Linked DNA regions of Mus musculus: region 2 is linked to region 1. Evidence: chromatin contacts called from public promoter capture Hi-C data. All regions are on one chromosome and are shown on one strand. Each heading gives the region's core, a stretch centred on a gene start, on an enhancer-like site or on the middle of the called end of the contact. The rest is flanking DNA. Distances are from core to core; before and after follow the strand shown. Region 1 overlaps Nova2 (NOVA alternative splicing regulator 2). Region 2 holds the start of Dmpk (dystrophia myotonica-protein kinase).

The links. Promoter capture Hi-C pulls out the DNA fragments that hold promoters and counts their contacts.
Region 2: a contact with region 1 is called in a promoter capture Hi-C map of the HPC-7 cell line. The contact joins the promoter of Dmpk here to the enhancer-like site in region 1. A contact is called at or near these places in 4 of 39 promoter capture datasets (the HPC-7 cell line, embryonic stem cells and liver), 1 of 484 Hi-C or Micro-C datasets (the G1E-ER4 cell line), 4 of 115 datasets of contacts at active chromatin or transcription factors (embryonic stem cells, large pre-B cells and pancreatic cancer cells) and 3 of 9 other capture datasets (adipose tissue, liver and pancreatic islet).

What each region holds. Positions count from the first base shown.
Region 1 is chr7:18,964,509-18,969,975 of GRCm38.p6, forward strand. It overlaps Nova2 (NOVA alternative splicing regulator 2), which reads left to right. Exons shown (of 4, transcript NM_001029877.3): 4 at 1-811. Among named protein-coding and RNA genes, the nearest start is that of Gm38952, 9.7 kb to the left of the region's middle. Within about 2 kb of position 3,068, at least 5 of the 459 cell types and tissues checked have an H3K27ac peak or open chromatin away from gene starts, as enhancers often do. A contact at or near this core is called in the HPC-7 cell line, where this site is marked.
Region 2 is chr7:19,080,923-19,086,389 of GRCm38.p6, forward strand. Dmpk (dystrophia myotonica-protein kinase) reads left to right here and starts at 2,936. Exons shown (of 15, transcript NM_001379257.1): 1 at 2,936-3,232; 2 at 5,064-5,155; 3 at 5,410-5,467. The coding sequence starts at 3,073. Dmwd (dystrophia myotonica-containing WD repeat motif) reads left to right here. Exons shown (of 5, transcript NM_010058.2): 3 at 1-379; 4 at 997-1,071; 5 at 1,354-1,853. The coding sequence ends at 1,401.

The DNA.
Region 1 (5,467 bases), core at 1,818-4,317:
CCCCCAGTGTCCGTTGTGTGACCTAGTGCACCATGTATTAGCTTCCATGGACCCCCCCCCCCACCTACCCACTCCCCGCTCCCACCACACCCCTCCCCCACCCCTTCTCCCTCGGCGACTTCACCTTTTTTTGCCGCGATAAACGTCATCTCAGCATCTGTGTCTAATGTTGTCTTTTTTGCTTGGCATCACACACGCCTTCTTAACCCATCCCCTTCCCTCTCCCTCCTCCCTGACACCTCCACCCTCATCCTCAACTCTTTTCCCCTTTGTCCCCCATCCCCCACCCAGGGCTCTGGGCATTTAAGGGAGGGGGGACCTTTAAGGATGGTCTCAGAGGAGGGAGGGGTGTGTTCTCTGATTTGGGTGAACAAATGAGAGTAAGCATGGCCAAAGAAAGTAAGTGTTTCAAGGCTGAACTTGTCCATCCAATATCCAGTCCTGGGAACCATGGTCACCAGCAGCCACACATACACAGAACCCACAGACAGCTCCTGGACACCCGTGTCCACTGGGAGCAGCTCCTCGACTCCAGTAGCACCAGAATAGCCCGGGGCCAGGTGCTTGGAGCGATGCAAGACCCCACCTCAGACCCCTGAGATTTTGCCCATCTGAGCCACCAACCTTGCCAACTGTAGAATGAAAAGGTTTTTTTTTTAAATGTTATTTCTACATCAATTGTTTATGCTTGAATTTAATACATCATTCACTTTTTAAAGGGTTTATTAAGCACCTATGTGTAAGGCACTGTTCTAAGTGCCAAAGTTAGAAAATGAACTAAACAGACCCAAACATGTCTGCCTTCAGGGAATGTGTGTTCTACTGGAATCCAAATTCTTTCTTAACCTAAAGCCTGGCACACAATACACACACACACACAGAACACATCTGGGGGCTTCAGGCCATCAGCCAGAGGGGTAAGTCTGGCAAACACAGAACCAGTTCCCAACCCCTGAACAGCATTTGCGTGGGAAACTCTGGCTTGAGAAAATCCAAGATGGCACCAGGCGTGGCGGCGCAGGTTTGTCATCACATCACAGGAAGAGAAAGGGAAGTGGATTGATTAGCAAGAGCTGGAAGTCAGCTTGGGGATTCCTGAGGGCTGGTGGCCAACCTGAGCCGTAGCTAATGAGTTCCCAGCCAGGCTGAGTTACATAGCAAGACCCTGTCTCAAAAAAGCTAAAGAGAAAGAAGAAAATAAACCCAAGATAGGGTCTGGTTGCTATCGCAAGCAAGCCTCCATGGGCATGGGGTAGCCACAGCCAATTCCCAACATGCACTGCTCCTTTGTGTTAACTGCCTCTCCCCCTGGATGGGTTGAAGGATGCAGCCCCTGAGAAAATGCTTAACAAAAATGACCTGCATTTTAGAAGTTAACCATGATGCTGGAAACCTGACATGGAGACAGATTGTTGGAAGTGTGTAGGCTGCGTGTTCTACAGGGAGTGAAGAAGGGGGATACGGCCCAGAACACCTCCTATCCTCTCTGGGTCTGAGTCTCCACAAATAGAAAGCGCCCTTCATAGGTGTGCTTACCTTCTGGAATATCGTATAAGGATGTGTCGATCACTTCATCAGCGTCTAACAACACTGCTTAACAGGCGGTGGTTACCTGGAAGCTCCCCAGCTATAAAAAGCAAAAACCAAGAGAGGAGAGGGTGGGAGGAGAGAGGCTGGAGACCCCGACAAAGTAAGAGATCCCGATGGGGCTGAAGAGAAGTGCGGACCTGAAAATGAGTATCAACTGCTTAAGGAGGTTTCATTCATGCATGTGTTTATCCATTCATCCCACAAATGTTTGTAACCAGAGTGTAATGGTACAGATTTATAATCTCAGCTACTTGGGAGGCTGCAAGAAAAGGTTTGGAAGAAAGCTCAAGGCTTGTCTGGGCTATAGAGCAAGTTTAAGAATGGCTTGAATGCTGGGCAGTAGTGGCGCACACCTTTAATCCCAGCACTTGGGAGGCAGAAGCAGGTGGATTTCTGAGTTCGAGGCCAGCCTGGTCTACAGAGTGAGTTCCAGGACAGCCAGGGCTACAGAGAAACCCTATCTTGGAAAAAAAAAAAAAGAATGGCTTGAAAAAATTCAGTGAGAGCCTATTTCAAAATTATAAATACAAATTTGGCTGGTATATAACTTAGTGGTAGAGCCCCTGCCTAAAATCCCCCAGTGAGGGGCTGGGGGTGTGGCTCAGTGGTAGAGCCCCTGCCTAGAATCCCCCAGTGAGGGGCTGGGGGTGTGGCTCAGTGGTAGTGGCCGCAACTATCAAACTTCAGTTCCCAGGTTTAATCCTTAGTGCAGCTTTGAGAAGCCAGGCTTGGAGGCTGTGCTCAATGGTACACACAAGCAGATCTCTGAATTTGAGGCCAGCATAGTCTAATTAGAGAGTTCTAGACCAGACACAGCTGCACAGCATAAGGGGGAAAGGGGGGGGGAGTATAAACAGGATGTGTGGGTGGTAAACACCTGTAATCTCAGCATTTTCCAGGTAAAACAAAGAGGATTTTCAGTTCAAGGGCAGCCTCAGCAAGTTCAAAACCTAGTCTACAAAAGACTTTGCAGGGGTCGATGCACTAAACACATAACCATCAGAACTGTATGTACATACAGCAATCCATATCTGCTCAACTCCCAGCACACAGTAGGTTCTCAAACCATGAATCACAGGTTCCTATGGTCCTGACCTGACACTATCGAGAAGTTATTTGGAGGCAGGGCCACTTTAGAAAGAACGATTTTCCACCTAGAAGTGGGTGGGGCACTATGGGCAGCTCTGCTGACCTCTCTGGCCTTGGAGATGGAAAGAGGAGGTCAGGACCAATGTGAGTTGTTAGTTGATGGGCGTAGAACAGTGGAGGCAGGTGATATTCCTGAAGTGAGATGGAGGAAAATTGCAGAAAAGTTGCCTGGAGCAAAAGAAAGAGTGCAGGGATGGCAGCAGGAGGGAAAGAGGTTGTCCAGGTGAGTGTGTAAAGGGCACAGGTCACTGCATGTCACACTCTGGAGTCAAGTCATTCAGAGAGGAAGGATATGAGGGATCCCAGCTGAGACCCAGGATTGATAGTATCAGGCCATCCTGGGCAGTACACTGGGTACAACCCCAGCAACACTGTAAGACCCTGGAGAGGGAGGTGGGGATGACAGGTGACAAGAAAAGAAAAAGGTGAGCTTCTACTTGCCTTAGGTGACAGGAAGTGCTGGCTGCCCACACTACACTGGGCCCACACTACACAAGGGCCCACACTACACTGACTGTAGCAACGAACTGCCAAGCTGCCTTTCCCTCTAGTCAAGCTTCCCGCTAAGGCGTCTGATTGATGGGGCCAAACTCCGACCACACAGCTTCCTGGGAAATGTAGTTTTAGCCTTCTGCCTCAGCAGCCCCTGCCAGTGTACTAGCCCTTCGAAAAGAGCTCCAGTTTCGCCACATTTCTGCACGCACTTTCCCAATCAGTGAACTTGTCTCGGTTTCCATTTACACCTGTCTCTCACTTTCAGTCTTTCTGTGAATCTCTCTCTGGTTTTAGGTTGGTTTCTCTCTCTCTCTCTCTCTCTCTCTCTCTTTCTCTTTTCTTTCAGGACATACTTTATTCTTTGGCAATTCCATACTTGTATACAATGTATCTTAATCATACCTCTCCCTCTTCTCCCACAACGCCCCTCAACAGGATCCCTCTCTCCTCCATGCCCTCTCCTTTTGGTTTTGGGGTTTTTTGAGATGTGGTCTCACTCTGTAGCCTAGGTTAGCCTCAAGCCACCCTTTTGTCTCAGCCTCTTCAAGGTTAGAATTATAGGCTTGGGCCTCTTCTCTGAGCTGTTTTTGTTTGTTTCTATTATTTACAGATTTAAAGACTTTTTTTAAAAATTATTTTTCATTGTTTTTAATTAGGTGTCTTTTAGGTGTCTGTGGGTGGGCGTGTGCATGTGAGTGGAGGTGCCCGGTGAAGAATAGGAAGTTCTCCTAACTGCCGAGCCATCCCTTCAGTGCCACCACCTCCTTTTTGAAACAGGGCCTCAGTTCTCTTCTGAATCCCTGGCTGGCCTAGAGCTAGCTCTCTCTGTAGATCAGGCTGGTCTGGAAGTTGCAGGGATCTTCCAGCCTCTGCCTCCAGATAACAGACATCAGCTGCTGCACCAGGCCCTGACTCCAGCTCCATTACTGAGTGAGTCTCCCTCTTCATCTTCATCCCATTTTTAGGTGAACCCCAATCTCAGAGCTCTCAGAAGAAGATAAGGGCCAGGGCCAGAGGAGGGAGAGGATTGATAAGGGGTGCTCTGGGCTGGGTTTCCCAGCTGAACTCCCTCTACATGGGGGATGCTCAAGACTCGGTCCCAGAAGGAGAAGCAGAGTCCAGTGAGCTCCTAGCCTGAACTAGAGTGGCTAATGGAGTGAAGAGCTTTGGGTCAGAGCCAGACCCTTAGTCAGCCAAGTATACGTGAACACTAAGCCCACCTTATGAAGCCTATGACCACCTCCATCCTATGCCCTTCACTCAATTAAACTTAAATATTAAATATTCAGTAAGCACCTACTGGAGACTGGTCCTGTTGTAGATAGTCAGTGTGCAGCAAAGATGGAGGTGGGGAGCTAGGGAAGAGGAGCAACAGAGTAGCAGGATGTAGTACCTCACACCTGTAATTCTAACACTTAGAAGGCTGAGGCAGGAGGATGGCCTTGAACTCAAGACCAAGCTAGGCTACCTGGTGAATTCAAAGCACTCAGGGGATCTGACACCTTTTGGCCTCCACAGCACCAAATGTGAAGACTTCAGTCCAGATCCCCAGCACCCATGTACATTCCAGGCAGGAAGGGGGAACCTACCTGTGATCCTGCACTTGAGAGATGGAGGTGGGACTGCTCGGGTAAAAGAGCTAGCTAGACTAGCCAGATTGGTGAGCTCAAGGTTCACCCAGAGACTCTGCCTTAGCAATCCAGGATACCTGCCGTTGACTTCTGATGACCACAGATACGCATAAATAGATAGACACATCCATACACAAACGCAAAGGAGAAAAAGTACAGGAGGGAGGGCAGGTGGTCTCCCTGGTCTGAGGTTATAGGTATGAGACCCCAGACCTAGCTGGTTTTCCTTTGGAAGGAAGAAAGAGGGTGTCAAAGACTGAAGGAAGGGATACAGAGTGGGGAGAAGGAAAGATGGAGGGAGGAGGGACACAGCTATGAAGTGGAGATAAATAAACACATGGAAGGACATCGGGATGTCTGGTGGTGAAGCTAGAGATGCTTCCCCCAAAGCCAGAATTTGATCCCTTTAAAGGAGGAAACAGACTCCATAGAGTTGTCAGCTGACCTCCACGTGTACACTGTGACACGCATGCGCACACACATACACACACACACACATGAACACACGTAATTTATTCAAACACAATGCACACACCCATATGCAATACATACATACACACAATGTATACACACACAATGCACACATACACACCATGCAGTGC
Region 2 (5,467 bases), core at 1,686-4,185, 120 kb after region 1:
GCCTAGTGCATCGATGGAGCCTGGCATACCATTCAGCATTGGCCGCTTTGCCACACTGACCCTGCAGGAGCGGCGGGACCGGGGAGCTGAGAAGGAACACAAACGCTACCATAGCCTGGGAAACATCAGCCGCGGTGGCAGTGGGGGCAATAGCAGCAATGACAAGCTCAGTGGTCCTGCCCCCCGAAGCCGATTGGACCCAGCTAAGGTGCTGGGCACGGCACTGTGCCCTCGGATCCATGAGGTGCCACTGCTGGAGCCTCTCGTGTGCAAGAAGATTGCTCAGGAACGCCTGACCGTGCTACTGTTCCTGGAGGATTGTATCATCACTGCCTGCCAAGAGGGCCTCATCTGCACCTGGGCCCGGCCAGGCAAGGCGGTGAGTCCGCACCTGCCCAAGCGCTGAGGGGCACCAGTTCTGTCCCTACCGGATGCCAGTTATCCGTCAGCAGAAAGGTCAGGTATAGGAGACAGAATGGGGGGAACCACAGCTAACGTCTTTAGAGCCTCTGCTGGCCCATATGGCTCATCCTTAGTACTTCACACTCAAGGCAGAACCTGTGTTTATAGGAAATCTGAAGTGTAGATGGTGAAACTTTATTCAGGTCTAGGGATGTGATTGAGCTGGGGGCCCACTTCTGGCCTGCCTCTTAGACACTGTTTCTGAGCCAGCTGCTGAAGGCCTGGATGGGAATTAGCCAGGGTCCAGGCCTGCACTTCCTCTTGCTGCTGTGTGGTCCTGGTCATTGGGTCTCACAGATGGGCTGTGCAGTGGCTGTGCTCTTAGTTGGTGAGGTGCAGGCCTGTCACCTGGTCAGGCTTGAGCATGTGGTCTCAGTGTCTAGGACCCTACTCTGCCCTCAGTCCTTCAGTCCCTTGCTTTGGAAGGCTAGAGTCCAGAAGCCTTAGAACGTCAGGCAGTTGCAGAGCCACTGCCAGGCTAGTAGGGCTGCGGGAGTTGACTGAGTTCTCACAGACACCCCTCTGTCTCCCTAGTTCACAGACGAGGAGACCGAGGCCCAGGCAGGGCAAGCAAGTTGGCCCAGGTCACCCAGCAAGTCAGTTGTAGAGGTAGGACAACCCCTGAAGCTGCAAGTGGACCCCAGTTTCTTTTCTCTCCACTGTCGTCCCCTGTATGCCCAGGACACCTGGGGCCACATTACTGTGGAAGTGCTACTCTGGGTCAGTGGAGACGGCCGAGCTGTTTGTTCCTAGCTAGGACAGCAGCTTTAGGCCTGGGGGGCAGATCCCAGCTGGGGCAGCAGCTCCAAGGCCTTTGGGTGGCTCCTTCTCCGGGTTCTGGCAGAAGCCCAGGTGCTGTCTAATCCACCTTTCTCCTCTTGTTCTCCCCAGGGCATCTCCTCCCAACCAGGCAGCTCCCCCAGTGGCACTGTGGTGTGAAATGTGGATGTCCCATGTTCCCGGCCTCCTAGCCATAACCCTCCCCGCTGACCTCAAGAATCACTGTATTAACAAGACTAATCATGATGGAAGGACTGCTCCAAGCCCCACGCTGCACACATACTGGGGGTCCCCTAGGTTGGCCCAGCCATGGGGATGTAGTGTCCTGTGTGGCCTTGGCCCTGTCCTCCACCCACTGCCAAGTACAATGACCTGTTCTCTGAAACATCAGTGTTAACCATATCCCTGTCCCAGCATGTGACTGTTCACTCCTGGGAGAGACTTAGCCCACAGTACCCCTGGGTGAGAGGGCAGGGCAGGGGCCATCCCCACTCCTGCCCAAACTCCACCCCTTGCTATGGTCTGTGATTTTGAAAGTGTTAAATTATGGAAGCCCTGAGGGCCCTCCTTGTTCCCCTGGACCTCTTATTTATACTAAAGTCCTTGTTTGCACAGTGTTTCTGTTCCCTGGGGCAGGGTAGGGTGGGGGTTGCAGTACTTGGCCTCCAAGCTGTGCTCTGACCAAAGGAAGCCCAATCTTAGCTGTTTCCCCATCCCTAGCCCCGAGCAGAGAGCCCTCTGAAAGATGAGTCTCGACCCCCAAAGTCAAGAGGCTGAGATGGCCTTCCTACTAGGTCCTTGGAGATGTTTGAAACTTGTTTTAAACACCAGGACTATCCAAGCATGCTCTCCTTGGGGAGAGGAGGATGCTGGAATTGACTGCACTCCCTGCCTCCTCTGAACATGCCTTTGCAGTCTGCTGCCCCTGGCCCATTTATGACTGGCCATCTAGTGCCAGCTGGAGGTCATGATTTCCTCCCCAGAGAACTGGCCACCCTAGAAAGAAGCTAACTTGTCGCCTGGCTTGCTGTCCAGGCAGCTCCGCCCTCAACCCCTAAAATGTTTCTGTCTCTAATCCTAGCCCAGGCAGGAATGTGGCTGCCCCGGCCTGTGGCCAAGGAGCTATTTTGGGGTTCTCTTTTGCTTAAGGAGGGCCTGGATCCACCACTTGCCTCCCCCAGGCTGGGGCCAGCAGGTCACCCCTGGCCCTGGCGGCTGAGCAAACTCTCTCCTGATCTTCCTTCTACCTCCTGCCAAAAAATGGGGGGGCGGGTAATACAGCAGGCACAGGGGCTAAATTTAACTGTCCCAAAGTCGGAATCCATTGCTGAGTCACGAAGAAGCTGCCCCTGGCCTTTGCCCCCCCCACTACCCCCTCACCCCCTGTTGCCCAGGCATCAGCCCTTTCCCCCAACCCCTCCCAGCTCTGAGTCTATAGACTGGCTCTCCTGGGCACTGACACCTCCCACCTGTAACTCCCTGTGCTCTCTTTATGGGTGGGTAGAGTCAATGGGGGGGGGCAACCCTGGAGTATTACTCTGTCCCCTGACATTGGGCTCTGAAGAGTTTTGAGGGGCCCTGGAAGAAGGGAGTTGGGGTGTTGGCTCAGGAGGGGTTAAAAACTGGGAGGCGGGAGGGGGGCTGGGCCAAGGGGTGGAGAAAAGAGGAGGAGGCCTTAAGCATAGAACTGGCCAGAGAGACCCAAGGGATAGTCAGGGACGGGCAGACATGCAGCTAGGGTTCTGGGGCCTGGACAGGGGCAGCCAGGCCCTGTGACGGGAAGACCCCGAGCTCCGGCCCGGGGAGGGGCCATGGTGTTGCCTGCCCAACATGTCAGCCGAAGTGCGGCTGAGGCAGCTCCAGCAGCTGGTGCTGGACCCAGGCTTCCTGGGACTGGAGCCCCTGCTCGACCTTCTCCTGGGCGTCCACCAGGAGCTGGGTGCCTCTCACCTAGCCCAGGACAAGTATGTGGCCGACTTCTTGCAGTGGGGTGAGTATGGATAGGAAGCCTGGGGTTGGGTGCAAGGCAGAGGTGGGTCTACAGGGCAAGAATGGGCTATGGAGGGGCAGGAGGGCCTGGAAAGGGCTTTTTGTAAGGGAGCCAAGCAGAGCTCATGACCTGACCCCAAGCTCCCCTGGTGAGGCACCAGGGTCAGTGAGGCCACCTATGACTCAGCCAGTGCAGGCTGGGGTGGGCATAGCCTCCTGCTATCTCAGCACCCACACTAGGACCTGGCAGCTTTCTCTTTTAGGACCCTTGGCTCCTCAAACTGGCTTCATAGCCCTCCCCAGTTTCCCAGAGTGTGGGGAGGGACAGCGTGGGGCAGCTGCCAGGGTGTGGCCCATAGGCAGGTGTTTGGCGTCTGCCTCCCCAGCTGCCCTGACAGGTGTCCAGGAGCTATGAGGGCACTGTGACTCACAGAGGCCCTGGGGGAGAACCAGCCCGGCAGACAGGCGCCACCGAGCACCCTTTCTGTTCCCCAAATTAAGAGGAAGGAACAACTTCAGCTTCTGAGTGTGCCCATCCCTAGCACTCTGATCCCGCCCAGCCTTTGTGGGCCAGATTGGTCATCCCTCCTGGCTTCTCATCTGCTTTTGTGGTTCTAGCTCAAGACCTCTAATTCCTCTGCTGACTTAAATGCCCTTCCCCAGAGGTCTTCTCAGGCCTAGTGGACAAGCTTGGAGCCTTATCTGCTCCTGCCCAACATTGAGCCAAAGCTCCAGCTTACCCCAGCTTCCTTACAAGTAACGACCTGTTTTGTTGCTCTGTGCCTATTATTAAGGGTCCAGGTCTTGATTCTTGGCTGTCTGCCCATGTGTGTGACCCTAGTGCATTCTCCCCTCCTCCCCCGTTTCACAGATGGAAAGGTTGAGGCCATCGGTTAGACTGCTAAGCCTGTGAAAGACTTTTTCTCCTCTCCAGTCTTTAGTGTCTCCCTCAACCTTTCTTTTGAAGGATGGGGTTTGGGCTGGCAGGGTAAACTGAGAACTGGGGTGGGGGCAGGGGGTCTGACCCTCTGGGAAGGAGCAGTCCTTTTGTGGCCTGAGCAGCATCCTGTGGGCCCCTCCCCTGCCAGGCCTGGGCGGGGGAGGGGGCCTGGGTTCCCGCTGCCTTAAAAGGGCTCAACGCCTTGGCTCTCTCCTCCTCCCCACCCCCCAGCCTTGGCCCTAGCTGTATCTTCCCCGGCTGCCCACTTTCCCAAACCCCTTTCTTCTCTGTGACCCCATCTCCCCGCTTCCCCACACGTCCCTCCTCCATCCTTACTCCCCGGCCTTAGAACTTCCCTAAGGGAGATCTGACCTCCCTCTGCCCACCCCGCACCCCCAGTCGCCAGCCTCAGACCTAGCTGCTCTCCCCTCTGGCTGAACCACCCTAGCACAGGACCTTATACCCTGGAGCTTTGGTTATAAGAAGACTCTCCTTCACCCTTTGGAAACCAAGAAAGCCCTTCCAACAGTGTCCAGGATGCTGGAGGGCAGTGACCCTCCCCCACTTCTTCTTCGTGCTGGCTGTGCTGACACAGCTCCAGTTCGAGGTTGTGGCCCGAGACATTAAGTGAGAGCCCCGGGTGACCTGACTTAGCACCCTGATCATCACATGGGAGTGAAAGGCCTGATGCGCCAGCTTCTCCCACTGCCTCCCTTTCTGCCCTGCAACCCTGTGGAAACAGGCAGTTCTGGGTCCCACAAACATCACAGAGGTTTTGAAAGCAGAATCCTAAAGCCGATTTAAGGGGCAGAAGGAAGGAGGCTATAAAGTCACTACCCTTACCGCTAGTGTTCTGATGACCCTTGGTTCTTCTTCCCCCACCCCCGCCCAGTGGAGCCCATTGCAGCAAGGCTTAAGGAGGTCCGACTGCAGAGGGATGATTTTGAGATTTTGAAGGTGATCGGGCGTGGGGCGTTCAGCGAGGTGAGTCTTCAGTGGCCTGGGAATGGAACTTTACTTGATGTGGGTGGGGCATAACAGCTGGGGCAGAGCCTTAAAAATTGATGAATGAGCTTGAATTTAAGGCTGGAGGGGTGGGGGCGGAGCTTGTGGTCAGTGGGCGGTGTGCACGTGAGGGCGGGGCTAAGGTTGGGTGGAGATAAGGGTGGAGTCCTGTCTGGGTGAGCCTTGCTGGTTTTCCCTGCCACCTCTTGCTGTCATCTCGGTTCCGTATTTAGGTAGCGGTGGTGAAGATGAAACAGACGGGCCAAGTGTATGCCATGAAGATTATGAATA